2 separate regions of the Anser cygnoides genome follow, and region 1 is linked to region 2. A link is a contact called in public Hi-C data. All regions are on one chromosome and are shown on one strand. The core of a region is the stretch at or near the end of the contact, and the rest is flanking DNA. Distances in the headings are between cores, read along the strand shown.

The links. A called contact is a pair of places that touch in the nucleus more often than the background predicts.
Region 1: a contact with region 2 is called in a Hi-C map of liver, with 6 times the contacts expected there. The contact joins two enhancer-like sites. A contact is called at or near these places in 3 of 7 Hi-C or Micro-C datasets (granulosa cells and liver).

Annotation. Positions count from the first base shown.
Region 1 is chr9:14,276,281-14,283,350 of Taihu_goose_T2T_genome, forward strand. No RefSeq gene overlaps it. Among named protein-coding and RNA genes, the nearest start is that of HES1, 12 kb to the right of the region's middle. Within about 2 kb of position 1,866, at least 2 of the 3 cell types and tissues checked have open chromatin away from gene starts, as enhancers often do. A contact at or near this core is called in liver, where this site is marked.
Region 2 is chr9:14,165,809-14,173,512 of Taihu_goose_T2T_genome, forward strand. No RefSeq gene overlaps it. Among named protein-coding and RNA genes, the nearest start is that of ATP13A3, 14 kb to the right of the region's middle. Within about 2 kb of position 5,578, at least 1 of the 3 cell types and tissues checked has open chromatin away from gene starts, as enhancers often do. A contact at or near this core is called in liver, where this site is marked.

The sequences.
Region 1 (7,070 bases), core at 616-3,115, 110 kb after region 2:
ACCAGTTCTCCTGGAGGCTGCTTCCCTGGCAGGGCGGAGCAGAGGCCACCGAAGCCGTGTGGGACAGAGGGCAGATGCCGGCAGCCTCGTGCTCACTCACCCAACTGGCTAAAAGGTCCCCCAGCCCTGCAGGTACCGCCAGCACCTCCTGGGTGCTTCCTCCTGCTTTGTCCTGTGCCTGTTTTTTCTCCCTCTGTTATCCTCAGAGCGACAGCAGAGCCTCCAAGCCCCCCGTGTTCCCTCCCGGCACACCTGGCTCCCGAGCCCCGTGCGCGAAGGGCGCCTTTCTGCACGGCAGCATCGTTGTTGTAACGGGGACGGCGCGCTTTACAGCCCCATAAACCCCACATCCTTCTGTGCAGGCTGCTCTTACGTGACGCTAATGCTTACAAGATGTGCAGCGCTGCGGGATGGCCCCAGTACCCCACGCCACAGCAAACAGCTCGTGTTGTACACAGCTCTGCGCCTGCAGCCCTTGCTAATGAGTCCCAGGGACAAGCCACCCGCTATCGGCAGCCCCGCTGTGGCTGCTCCCTGTCCCTGCTCGCGTGCCTGCACTCCATGCACCATGCCGAGTGCCTGCTGGGGGGGGGCTGAACTGGTGTGCCCCGCGTGTCCCAGTGTGTCCCGGTGTGTCCCGGTGTGTCCCGACTCGTCAGGGTGCATGGGCACCGTGGGGACACGGCATTGTCTGGCATGGCGTTGTGATCACGCAGCGCGGCTAACGTGATTTACATCCCATATTCGACCTCTGGTGACTTCAAAGCTCTGGCGAGCAGGGGATTAAGCAGAGGGGCTGGGGCTGGGGGGCCAGGGGGGCCGCTCACCTTTGAGTTCCCCGCGTCCCCTCCCCACCGCGCCCGGGACAATCACCTCCCTTTGTGCTCCCGGGGAAAGCCGGGGTGCAAACACAGGGACCTTGTCAATATTGGTTTTTGAGAAGACTTTTTTCTATTCTCCCACGTCTGGAGTTTTTGTACCAAATCCCCCTTGGGCTGCCCAGCCTTCCCCTGGGAAATCGGGATCCCAGGGGTCCCCGCTAACACCAGCCATTGATTGAAATTTCACACCCACCTGTTTGCACACAAGATTTAATTTGGCTGATTCTTCATGCCCTTTTCCTGCTTAATCATCAACCTATTGACCTTAATATTAAAAGGGGCTAAGGACAAGGGAGAGAGAGAGAGAGAGACTGTGCTTCTGCAAGGGAACAAAAGCTTCCGGAGGCTAAATCAGCCCTAAGCCCTCTCGGTGTGCAGGAGGAGCCGGACACGGGGTGCACCGCATGAGGCCCCGCTGCGGCGCTCCTCTTCCTCACCGCCCACGAGCTTGGGCTGGGATGGAGCTGGCAGCAAATCTGCACATCCTCGGCTGGGTGTGAGGCTGCCAGTGGGGAAGGGCTGACCCGGCCGTGGGGCTTAGTCCTGAGACAGCATCCCCGGGGGCCCAGCCGCTCTCATGCTCCGCTCTGCCTCTGGTCCTGGAACCCCCTGGGTGGGGAAAGGGAGGTGGGAGCAGGAGGGAAGGCTCCAGGGGAGAGAAGTCAGCTTTTAATCAGCCCCGGGGGAGAGAAGATGGCTTTTAATCAGCCCTGGGGATGGGAGGGTGGAAGGGTGGGACCCTCCATCCCTGCTGCTTTGCTTGCTGGATGTACAGAACCCCCTCAGGCAGCGCGCTGTGGGTAGAGCTTCAGGAGGTCTCCGCACTTGCAGCTGTAATTTGCCTGCTGGAAAAAAAAAAAAAAAAAAAAAGTTTTTTTTTTTCCCTGCCTGTCTTAACCGAGGTGAAACCCGAGCCGTGTGGGAGCCTGCAAGCGTGCGTGGCCATGCACACACGTGTGCGGCGAGCAGCCCGCTTCCTGCGCCCTGGCCGTGCTGTGCCGCAGCGGCACGCCTGTGCGTGCGCATGTGTGCTCCCCCCCGGCGGGACTGTTTTGGTCTGCAGAGTGCGGTTGTGTTTATTTAATATCTGACGTCCCTTCTGTCTTCAGCGCTGACATTAATTGCCAGACAATGAGCAATGGAGCCCAGATGTTCCCCGGCGGTGGCCTCCCTCCCCTCGCCAGCGCTGCGCGGGTGATAAAAAGCCAAGGGGGAGCCGTGTTTTGGAGGCTGCTGCTGCAGCGCTGCTGGTGAGAGTGAACCGGGGGCTCTGGCACGCAGGGAGGTGGCTCGGCCCCCACAGCTGGGGCTGCCCAGGCAGCCGAGGCTCCCTCGGAGCCCCCCCCCCGTGCTGCAGCCCGGGGCCGTGCATGGGCATCAGGGCCCGGGGCTGTGCCAAGTGCTGGCGCTGTGGCTCAGGCTCGCCACCGAGCTCATTATTTTCTTGCCCGGGGGGTGAGCCCCAGCAGAGGAGAGGCAGGCTGCCAGCTCCTCCCCAGCGCCCACCTGCCCTGGCTGGGGCAGAAGGCTGGGGCCGGCCGCTGGGTGGCTAGCACGCTCCCCGGGGAGCACGACGAGCCTCGCTTGCCAGCGAGAGATTAGCACGGCTGTCTGTCATTTCATAAATATCCCTCCTCACGAAACACAAGGTCGTTTTACAGCAGACATGGCCTTATCAGAGAGCCGCAGTGCTGCTGGGGCCCCCGGCATCCAGCCGTGGCCGAGCGCCGTGCCGTGGTTGTGCACATGTGGGGGGCTCTGGCTGCACCCAGGGTGTGCCTTTTGGGCACGGGACTGGGGGCTGGATTGGTGAAAAACTATGGGTTTGTGAGGGCCGGGGTGGGCAGGGGAAGGCAGTGTCCCCTCCCTGTCCCCCGCTGTCCGTTTGACATGCCACACAGGAAGGTGGTGCTGCGGTTTGTGGGGAGGCAGCCCAATTTCCTGCTCTGCCACGGGCTTAATATGCACCCAGCGCTAATCATTAGCTGTTATTATTTAATTGGGAATGAATTATTAGAAAAAATGGAACTGGAGAGGGGATAGAGTTGTTCTGAGAGATAGTGCCTGTCGTGGTGGCATCACTTCCTATGGGAACGTGCGTGACCGGGAGCACAACCAGCAAACCAGCCTGACCAGCAAATAACCCCTCGCAAGGTTTCCATATTGCCTTTTTAAACAGGAAGGGAACACGATACAAACGCTATGCGAATTATGATCTGAAAAGTTTTCCTGGCAGGTTGTCACATGAGTTGTTAGCGTCAGTCCTTGACAAGAACACTCAAAGCCTTTCTGTACGGCGGCTTTAATCCCCTCACCCCCCGGCAGGGCTGCCTGCTGGAGCTCTGCTCCCCCTCTTTGGAGTCAGCCCTTTCCTCAGGTACCTCCCAGGCGGGATTTCACACCAGCACCTGCAATTTCAAGCACATCTCGAGGGGGGTTCATCAGCAGGGAGCTGTGCCACCCGCTGTGGCGCTCCCCGTCCCGTGCACCCCCCGGCCCAGCACCACCAGGACATCCCCACCGAGCACGGGGGTCCCCACCCGTGCCCCCCTCCTCCTAAGCTGCCGAGGGTTTCGCCGGAGCCCAGCTGCGCTCTGGCCGGGGAACATCCGCTGTGGAAACCTGGGAGGAGCTGACAATCCCCAAAGATTGGCTGCACACACGGCCAAGCAAGCGCTGCTGGCTCCCGGCCTAATTCGTTGCAAATGTGCCTCAATGTGGTTCCAATCTGGAGCTGCCGCCCCCCCCACTCCCCACGCCACCCCCCCGGGCTCAGCGGGGGCCGGGGAAGCGTCTGAGGGGGGCAGAGCCGGGAGCGACCCCGCTGCTGCCACGGGCACGGAGCGTGGCCTGCGGGGCCCTGCACACCGCCGTCCATCGCGCCCCGGTTTCCATCTGGGTGATTTGTGGGGCGAGCAGCGGGCGGGTGGCCAGGAGCTGCCAGCATCCTTATTTAGTCCTCACGGGGCCTCCCCGGCTGTGAGCGGGATCGGGGCCGCCCGCTCCCCGGCCCCTGGTGGGCACGCACCCGCTCAGCGCCCTCCTGATGCTGCCTGGGGCAGGGCAGCGTGTGGCCCCGTGCACGGCCCTGCTGCACAATGCCCCCACGTGCCCCCCACGGCCTCCCTCAGAGCCGTCCCCCTGTGCCCACCCTGCCCCTGAGCTCCCTTGCCTGTAGGGACAGGGCTCAGCACCCCAAAACCGAGCTCGGGACTAGCGACCTCCCTGCCGAAACCCCGGTGAGCCGTGCCAAAGCCTTTCCAGGCAGCTCTCCCCTCGTCCCATGTACACAGCTGGATTTAATGACTCAGAGTCATAAATGATAACACAAACAGCACATACGAATTTCAGGTCCTCCATCCGAGGGCCTCCACGACTTTCAGGGTTCTTACACGAGTCCTGTGATGCCCCTTTTGGTGCAGCCAAGCAATGTTAAGCTCGGTTGTAAAATTAACCCAGACTCAACCCTGTTGGGGCATTTGGAAGGAGGATGATTCAAAGGTTCAAAATAATCGATGAAAATTGCCCCATTAAGCAACCTCGTGGCCCCTCTCCTGTGTTTATAGCTGGATTAAAACTGCCTGGTGCAGAGTTAACTCCCGGAGCATTGAAATGAAGTGGCACAGACCGAGCACGGCTCTTCTTGGGTTTCAGGAGAGCCAGCAGCTAGCAGCACCTGCAATAACAGCGCCGCTGTCACCGGCTGACGGCAGGAAGGGAAACGAGCAGCAAAGGAGCTGGAGCAGCAGAGCTCACACCGGTGCTTCTGGGAGATGGGCACAAAACCAGTCTCCCACCAAAAAAAGCCAAGTGACCCCGTTGGGTGCCCCAGGGCTGCTGCTGGCCCCGCGGGAGCTGCGATGGGGCAGCTTTGGCCCCGCAGCAGGGGACGTGCCGCCGGGGCTCGAGCACACAGCCCTGGCCGTGCCGGCGCGTGCAGCCCGGTGCCGGGAGCAGCGAGGCACCGCGCTTGGCCTTTTAAGATCAGAAAGGTTTTTGAACTGACGTTAGCTCTGGTGCGCGGAGGAAAGCATACAGAAGGGTAATTAAAGTGTAAGAGCGAGGCTGGGTTTGCCTTTAATGGCTTGCAGCTGCAAATATTTTTCTGTCTTCTCTAGCCTGCTTGTAAGCTGTCTGGCTGTATTTCTCATCCCGGCCAATTAGATTCCCATGTGTGCTGCAGGAGTGAAAATATAGAAAGTGAATAATCCTCCGGTGCTGCTCCTCGTGCGGAGCCCTTTGAACCTCTCGCTGCTGCGGCTCTGCTGCCCCCGAGCCCCGCCGGCTCCCCGGGCAGCCCCCACTCCCCTCTGCAGCACCGAGCCGAGCCTCCAGCAGGCCGTCCGGGCACCACCGCCGTTCATCTTCAAGCCTTTCTGATCAAAGCCGTTTTTTCCCCCTCCTTTTGCTGAGTTTTACAGCCATTTTCCCTTTTTTGAGGCTGGTTTTCTGCCAAAAGTTCCACTCTAAAATCAAAAGGGGTAGTCCATTAATACAAGGCAGCTGTATCGAGTTCACCATTGTGCCGGCTCTTCCAAGGTACCTCGGGTTTTTAATAAACTGCGGAGCGAGGGGAGTTGGTTGGCTCCGAGAAGAGGGAGGCAGAGGGGGAAGAGGCAGCCGAAAGCCGCTGTGCGGTACAGGGCAGCACGGGGCCGTGGGACCGGCGGCACGGGCAGGGAGATGCGGGGCAGGAGGCACCGGCAGCCCCCCGGCCCCCCTCCAGCTCCAGGATCAGGTATCGGTCAGCTCGCTTTGATCCCTGCCTGCTGATGAGGCTCTTGGCCAGGACCCATGCTGTGAAAACAGGCTCACCGCCCCGGCTGCCCTGCGTAGGGCTTTTGCCCCGGCATCTCGCTGCGGGACGGGACCAGCAATGGGGTCAGCAGTGCTGGGGGGAACCAGCTCCTGATCCCCAGCACAGGTCCAGCATGGTTGGTTAAGCTCCTCAACACTTTATCCATCTCAGCCCGTGTGCAGGGCTGCAGCCAGTGCACGGCAGGGCCATTTGTGAGCCACCCCATCCGGCTGGGAGCCATGCCGAGTGCCCCTGAGGTCCCCAGGGCACGTGGCCGAGCTGCTGGCTACAGGGACCTCAGGGGCACTCGGCATGGCTCCCAGCTGGATGGGGCAAATTCCCAGCTGGAATTTGCTCCAGCACCACTTGCTGCAAATCCTGGTGGCCCCTGTCCTCTGCTCCCCACCTCTGGCCACGCACGGAGCATCCTGAGAGCCAGGGGCAGGAAGGCGGGTTCCCGTGCTGGGATTTGGGATCCACGGGGCGGCGGCGCTGACCCCATAGTGGGCAGGCAGGGATGCCTTTGGGAGTCAAGGTGAGGACGGGCTGGGAGCAGATGGGACCTGCTCCGTTTGTGAAAGAGCGTTTCTGCTATTTATGCTAAGCGGTGGGAATGCTTCTCAAGCATTTTGGATGGCTCTCTAATGAGGCCGGCCTAAATATGCCAGCATTGTTTGTGCCGGACAATTAAAAACTCCCACTTGCCACATTAGCAGTGTCTCTGGTCGGGAAGGGCCCTGGAAGCAGCGCAGGACGAGTGGCGACCACAAAGCCCGCCCTTTGTTTTGCGCTCCTTTGAACCTCCTCAAAGACCCCGTTTCAAGGGGTGGCTTTTGTTTTCTTTTCAGCGGGACCAAACCCAGAGCTGCCTGTTGTTTGGCGACACAGAAATGTGACCTTAATTGACTCTGCTGCTGGGCACACTGTGTAAATCATTCCTGGCACCGAGGGAGCTGCCCCGTGTGCCCCAGCCCCACGGCAGCACCGTGTCCGGGGCTGCTGCCGGCAGGGCAGGCGTGGTAGCACAGGGTGGTGGCACGGGGTGGTGGCACGGGGTGGTGGCGCTGGGTGGTGGCGCTGGGTGGTGGCACATTGTGGTGGCACATTGTGGTGGCACGGTGCAGTGCATGCCCTGGTCCACAGAGGCAGCAGCAGAGGCTGTGATGCCCTACACAGACCCCAGGCTGAGCCTGCCACCGGGCTTTTGAAAGCTCTGGGGCCTTGGGACTAGGACTATGCTGAAAGAATTTGGGGTTTTTCATCTGACACACAGAGGAAAAACTGTTTGTGCGCCTCGAAACCCTTTAGCCTCCTTCCTCCGCCAGCTGTGCTGATAAGGCTCCTTACCTGCTGTCCCCGGGACTCACTGGGTTAACATCATCGCAAGATAA
Region 2 (7,704 bases), core at 4,328-6,827:
AGGATATTTCCCTGTCAGATGTAAAACTAAAGCATAATTACACGGAACAAATACGGTCAGTGGTATTTTGAGTCAATGTCCCATAAAGGAAACTGGCTTCTCAGAAGAGGCTGTTTTGTCTGGCTGTCCTGGAGAAGAAGTTTTTTGCCTTTGTTTCCTGAAGAGGATGTGCCTTCACCAAACTGGTCACTTACCAGACTTCTCCACCCTCCTCATAGGGATGGTTTGTGCTTGTCCTACTACTATGCTAGGGACCTCATAGCTCAGAAACACTTCTTTCTTTTTGTTTTGTCTGAAGCTATTACTTGTCAAATTACCTGCCAAACTGAATTTGGGGTACCCTCTATATTTTTTTTCTATTTCTTTTCTTTCAAAGCATTTTGAATTCTTAGTTGATGTTGCACCTACCGGAATTGGGGATTGGACTAGATGATCTTTCAAGGTCCCTTCCAATCCCTAGCATTCTGTGATTCTGTGAATTTCCGATATCATTCTCATCCTTTTCCTGCCATGTGGGTAGGGTTAGGTCTCCCGTGAGCCTCCTTGGTGGGCAGGCCCTTCCAAAGCCTGCTGCTTTGGACAATTCTGCTTGTTGCTCACAGAAACCCTTGGCCACGAGACTTGCTGAACCCCTGTGCTGTTTGCATGAGTGAATGGAGGACAGTGTAAATATGACTGAGTAAGTAATGTTTGCTCAAGTTTGTTACGTGCAGACTGCTGCTTGTGCTAAAAGACTATTGCCTCTATAGAAGGACGACCATAAAAAAAAAAGAGTTCTGGGCCCAAAAGCTTATTAATATTTATGCTGCTATTGAGCAGTGGGCAAACTAAATAATAGGCAAGGACTGTGGTTAAATTAATGCCTTAATGCTTTCCTGTGGTGGTTTGGTCTGTTGCTGAACCGCATCCGCCCTGCCCTACCCTTGCTGGGGAATGCCAGGCTGGCCGTCTTGACAGCTCAGCACAGCAGCCACGAGCAGCTGTGAGGCGTGAGGCAATGCCGGGGCTGCTCTGCTGTCATGAGCCTGCACAAAGGAGACATTGTGCTTCCCTGCAGCCACCTGCTGAACGAGCCTCTTTCTGCTTCTCTTTCTGCAGGAGTCAAGTTTCCATTTCTGAGTGCCGCTTTCTTAGAGCGCCTTGTGTGTGTAGAGGGAGCGTGCGGGCTGTGACCAGCTCCAGGCTGTTCACTGGGGTCTGCAGCACCTCCAGCCTCTCCGAGGGGCTTTGCTTTGTGACAAAAGCAACTCATTTTCCTGGCCAATATTACCTGTGGCACTGATACCCAGAGAGCTGATTTAGGTGACCTGACCAGGGAAAGAGGCCATGTGTCCTGGGGCTCTGGCTGCCGGCTGCCCTCCTGCTACAGCTCCCCAGCTGGCCAGGTTTGGGGTATGAAGCTCTTACAGTACACAGCAGGGGATGCACAAGCTGCACTTGCAGCTTTACGGAGGAGCACGGCACAAAAAACTTATCCTCCATCACCCTGCGGAGCTGCCGCCCTGTGTGCCACACCGTGTGGCCGATCGGGCTGGAGGCCAGGGTTTCCGTGGCCGTTTCCTGAGGGCTCAGCACCGGGATCTGGGAGATGACAGCTCTTGCCCCAGGAGGATGCTGGTGAGGGGCTGCCCTGCTCTCAGCTTTGCTGAGATGGTCCTGTGGTCACTGGCACTGCCTGTTCCAAAAATACTTAGGATCTTTCTCCGGAGGAGGCTGAAATCCCCCTTTCCTGCCGTTAGGGGACGGCCTTGTCCAGCTGGAGGAAAAACAGCCCTGGGGACGGTCCCAGCACAGCGTGCTTGCTGCTTTGCCAGGTAGGGGCTCCTGCAAAGCTGGTCTGGGGGCTTCACACGTCCCTGCGAGGAGCAGCCTTGTGCTGTCAACCTGCTGTACGGTGGCTCAAGTCCAGCTTTTTTCCTTTTTTTTTTTTTTTTTTTTCCTACTGGGAAGCCTTAAACTCGGAGCAGGTCTGGAGAGCTGCTGGTTGGTGGCAGCGAGGCGAGGAGCAGCTCTGCAGGACGTCAGGGTATAACGTCACGGGGCTAAATGCCTGAGGTGCCCAAGACATCTTGGGACACGAAGAGAAGTCACGGTGAGGGTGAAAGGAAAAGAAACTGCTCCTGAGTCAGAGGAACTATGCCCCAGTGGTCCTGGGGCTGTGGAAAAGGGTCTGTCCCGTGGGTGGTGGTGGTGTGGAAGGGCCCTAATGGCTGAGGGGAGAAAACCTGGCTTTGCACTGCTGGACTGGGGCTGGCAGTGTCCCCCCGGCCTTTGTTACTTTGGAGTCGTAACTGTTGGAACAAAGGAACAAACATTGCCATGTCCCCAGTGGGAAGTTACCACACTCCAGTGAGCCAGTGAAGAGAAGAGGGAAGCTGGAAGCCCATGCAGAGCAGCCTTTAGCTGTGTGCCACCCAGCTGTCCTGGCACCCGCAGGGGACGGGAGCTGCAGGGGTGGCAGCAGCACCAGGCCCCCAGGCTCTGGGCTGGGTCAGGCACGTCCTCACCTGGGCTCCGGGGACTGGTGAGCGGGAAGGGTCTGTGATGGGCCACCCCAAAGGTGGTCCGTGTCCCCGGGGTGTGGGGACAGAGGGCAAAGCTGTCCCCTCTTGGTGTCTGTCAGAACTGGCTCTGCAGGAAGGTGCTCAGGAAATGCTGCGCAGGTCCCAGGCAAGATGGATTCTCCCTCTGTTGAAAGACTCCAAGTTTCCCTCAGCCAGCACTTTCTGGGCTCCTCAGCCCTTTTGTCGTGTCACAGGGTGGGGAGGGAGTGCATGAGAAAAACAGAAACCCAAAGTTGTTCTGCTTTGAGCTTTGCTTGCATCGCTACCGAGAAATGGCAGGTTCTAGTTTCAGATGCAGCTGGTTCCCCTTTCTGGGAGGAGGTGGCTGGGTCCCCCAGTGCCCTCCTCACGTGAGGCTGGCTCCTTCCCTTCCCAGCAGGACTTTGGAGATGTGGCTGTGCCCTGGAGCTGGCCCAGCCCTGCTCCTCAGCCTCTCCCACTCAGCAGCAGCTTGGGGCTGTGCTCGGGCACCTTCGGCCAGCCCGAAGAAATTTCTCTCTCTGGGGTGACTTTGTGCCTTAAAGCCTGTGTGGTGCAGAGCAGAGGAAGCTGCAGAAATGGGGGAGCCCCCACCAGGATCGGGAGGAAGCAGCCAGTTCGTCTTCACAGCACTGGACACGTGTGCGCTGGTGAAGCCGCAGCTGCAGCGCGTGGGATCGCCGGGCCCCCGCAGCCTGTGCTGACGTAGCTGTGACACATCAAGCGCTGCTTTGTCCCCAGCCTTGTCTTTGAAATCCACGGGCTGTGCCCTGTTGTGCCAGGCAGGGAGGTGGTGGGCATGCTGATGCTCAGCCTGAGCTCTCTGGGTCGGAGCCACAGGAGGATCCTGGCTGGGGACATGGGGACCTGCGTGGCTGCTGCTCTGCTCCTCTGTGTCACACCGTTTTGCTGGCCCCAGGTGTAGGGCACAGCTGGGGCCTGCCTCGGGTGATGGGAAACTGCTAACAGGGTGAGGACGGGGCCCCAGGGTGGGCAGACCCTGCCTGGTTTGTCTGCAGCCGCAGGAGACTTTGCAGACTTTGCAGAGCTCGTGCTGATAAGGAGCCTTTGCGTTCACGTTTCCAAAGGCCCACGCTGAATTGCTGAGTGGCGAGGCTCAGAAATCCAGACGCTAGACAATGGAGAGGCTGGAAACATAAAGGAAAGGAAATTCTTCTGCTGTATTGCCTTTCCTATGGCGATAAGATAACACCAAGTGAAACAGGAGTCCGTGTGGCAGGCTGCGGGGTGGGCACCACAGCTGTTCCCTGGAGGATGTCTGCGGAGGCCGGGGCCTCCAGAGGAGGCAGCGGTGCCCGTGGTTGGTTTTGGAGCAGGTGACTTGGGCTGCCTCACTCCTGCTCCACCACACTGTCCCAGCCGTGTCCTTGGCTTGTGCACGGCCACAGAGGGGCTGTAAGGGACAGGACTGCATGCCAAGCAGGGAGCAGGGCTGTCCACAGCACCCAGAGGTGTGTGAGCTGCGAGATGGGGAGCAAGGACATGGGGTTGTGTGGTGTCTGAGCAAGGAGTGAGCAGATGGCGTGAACCTCGGAGTGGGAGCCTTTCTCAAAAAGGGGATGTGACGGGGCTGGTGCCGTCAGGGCAGCAGGGGAAAGGCGAGGACGAGCGCCAGTGCCGTGCCTCAGAGCACAGGGACAGGGAGGTCTGATACGAAACTGGCCAGAGGAACACTCAGAGACGGCCCAAATTAGCTGCGGAAATCATTGTGGGATATTTTGGGCAGTGAAACTCGGATGAGTGATGAGGGGAGCTCAAGGAGACAGGCCAGGGCTGCCACCTCTGCTCGGGAAGTCCCTAGGCTGTGGCCACCAGGACAGGAGGGCGGGTGGCAGGAGGTCACCGTGCTGCTGGCTCTGCTTTGTCCCCACAGGTCCTGCTCCAGCCACTGCCTGGCTCAGGCTCGCCAGGACGAGGTGGACCCCCCAACCTGCCTCATTGCCTGCTTTTGTGTCCCATTGTTATAAAACAACCTTCGGGTGGCCGTAGTGCCTGGCTGGGCAGGGACAGGTCACCTCTCATGGGTTGTCAGGGGGGCTGTGGGCCATGTCTGCAGGCAGCGCTGCCCTGCGGGACCTGCCAGTGCTCGGACAAGAAGTGGTTCTTCTTCATGCACAGCCCATGTCCTGAACTGCTTCCTACTGAGCTGGGTGCTGGCCGGGAGAGTCCCTGCCCAGAGAGCTTGGAATGGAGGTGGGGGCACCGCAGGGGGCACAACAGGCCAGTACCATGGGTAGCGAGCAGAACACAGTGGGATTATGGCCATCACCAGGTGTTCTGCAGGCAGAGTGATGAAGATGAGCCACACGGAGGGATTTCGGCTGTGCTTTCAGTACAGGGAGGTTCATGGGGAGATGATGGCTGGGTGGCTGTGATGCTTGCAGCACCTGGCATTTTGCCCCTTCATCCTTCCTTGGGACCCAGAACCCAGCAGCAGAGCAGAAAAGGGCACAGAGCACACAACAGCAGGTAGGTATTGCATGGCAGTGCAATGTGGCTGGTTTGCTGTCACCTGTGACCCTTTCTACATGCTCCCTTGTAGCCCCCTGTGGCTGCTTTTCCCTCCAGACCCACTTCTGCTGGGGTACTTGAGGGGTTCTGGCAGCACCAGCACCTCTGATGGGGATGAGCCCCAGCAGCTACGGTCACTCAGGAGGGAGAGGCGCTCTCCCTGCCTGCTGAGCCTGTGCTGGCTCCAGCCCACCGCCAGCACTGCTGCCAGGCCAGCCCCGCAGCAGCCACAGTTACACGAGTGGCTGAAGGACGTATTTGTTTGCATACACTCAGCCTGGCCCATGTGCTGTTAGCGCTATGGGGCAGGTGGACATCCCATGTGGGACATCACTGGGGGCTTGTGAGAGCTGTCCGGGTGGCGTGTGTCAAGCACAGCCATCACAGCTGCCTTTCAGGTCTTCTGCCTCTGTCTGGATCTGCTTGAGAGGCTCTTTGGTCCCTCCTGGTTACTCCTTGCAGCAGCAGTGCTGGCGGTGGAGAGGCACCAGGAGCAGCCCCTGTTCCCTGCAGGGATGGTCTGTGATGGGCCCACGGGCTGCTCTCAGGCTGCCTGGGGCTGGGACCAGCACCCATCTGGGCCCAGCGGGTGCTTTGGGGCCTGGGCACTCCATGGGGCCAGGCAGAACATCCCAGGACAGCGGCTGGGTCCCCTGGGCCACTGCGGAGGAGAAGCCAAGTGCCTTTGGTGTGCTCCGGGGCTGCCCCGTGCCGATCTGCAGCGTTGTTGGGCAGGATCTGAGCAGCCATTGTGCAGGGCTAAACAAGCCCTTCCTATCGTGTCAAAGGCTCGCGGGGTGGCTCTGCTTCCAGCTGCCGGCCAGCGCGGCCCTGCCAGAGCCCGCCGATAACAATCTCCTCTTGCAACAGGGGTCAAGTCCTCGCTCCGTCGGGTGATGTCACCTTATCAGCACTCAAGGCTGGCGATAAAGGGATCAATGCAACCTCAGCCGCCTCCCCGCCACAGTGCCGGGCTGCAGACACAATGTGCGGGGCCCCGCGTGCTCCTTCCCCAGCAGGAGGGTCGTGCGGTACGGCCCCGCGCAGCGCCGGGGCTGGGAACAATAGTGGCCGTGGTGGGCGATTCCTGAAAATCATGTGCTCACCCCAGCCACGGCAGAGGCAATTTGTCAAAGTCCTATTTTCCTCTCCCTGATAAGATAGGGCTCATGGAGTACAATAATGCCTTCCTGAGATACAATTGTGGCTCTTCTACCCGGCACATGCAGAGGGGAGGCTAATTTTGGCTTCACTGGGCTAGCAGAGGGTGAGGGGGGCTCTGCATGGGGGCCAGGATGGCCCTGGCCTGGGGATAGCAGGGTCATGCTGCCAGCCACACCGCTGAGGGTGACCCATGTTGGTCCTAGGCAAGCTCTGCCCCTGTGGCTTTGTGAGCGCTTTGCTCCTGCCCTGCATCATTTCCTCACCTGCCAAGGCTCAGTCACACTGTCCCCACTGAGCACAGTACTGGGGACACAGTGCCTGTGCAGGGACACCGATGTCCCCAGCTGGTCCTCCCGAAAGGCATCACAGCCACAGGAGAGACAGCATGAGCGGCTTCATGGTCATGCAGCAGGTGCGTGCTGCACGGGGATGCGGTCCTGCCTGCCCCACATAGGTGCCTGGTGCCTGCAACCATGCCCTCACCCCCGCTGTCCTAGCCACATACTGCAAGCAGGTCCCTCCGCAGGCAATCTCAAAGAAAATGCAATAAATGGCACCACTGGCAAAATCAGGCCTTACAAAATCCCAGCCTGCTGGGGAACTGGGCCTTTTAAATAATAACAGGGAGGGTGCTGCAAGGAACTGGAGTGGGATATTTATGGGTGTTGGTTCTGCCCTGCTCCCGGAGGGAGCACCCAGAACCCATGCACCCAGCGGCACATCCCTCTGGCAGAGCTGACGTTTCCATTTTGGGGTATTGCTTGGGATGCATTTTCTGCACAGCTTGAAATCTGAGCATAATACTATCTTCATGAACCATATTCACTAGTCTGATAATGTGACCCGACAAAAGGTCAATGGAAAAGTTAATATAATTTATTGGCTGATTTAAAAAAATCTAATCATCTGTTTTTCCTTTTTCCTGCCCACCCCCCACCCGCACCCAGCGCCCTGCTGACATTTTCCAGCTATTCCCAAAACAATGGTGAGGGTGGGAATGCTCCAAGCAGGCACAGCTTTGGAGAAGGCTTTTCCTGAGGGGCTGCTGCTGCATCTTTCTGCTCCTGCTCTGGGAGGAGTGCAGGGGATGCTCTGGGGAAGCGAGGCGCAGATGAGGACACTGGCACGGACAGGTCCAGGGCTACACCAGGGTGCCAACAACGTCCTTGCCACAGGCACGGCCCACTGGGTGAGGTCTCCATCGGCACCTGGCACGCTGCTTCTCAGGGGGAGGAGGACCCAGTGTGGCACGTAGGTGGGTCTGCACCTTTGCATGTGTGTGAGCAGTGGGAAGCGCTGTCACGCAATTGCACATTCCTCCCTTTGAGTTTCCCAGCCACCATGAGCATGCTTCCACTCGCTCACCCAGCGCAGGGGGTTGAAAGCCACAGGGAGCAGCTGTTTCACCCCTTTGCTATTCACAGCCACTTGTCTCCTCCTGCCCTGGAGCCTGCGCTGTCTGCAG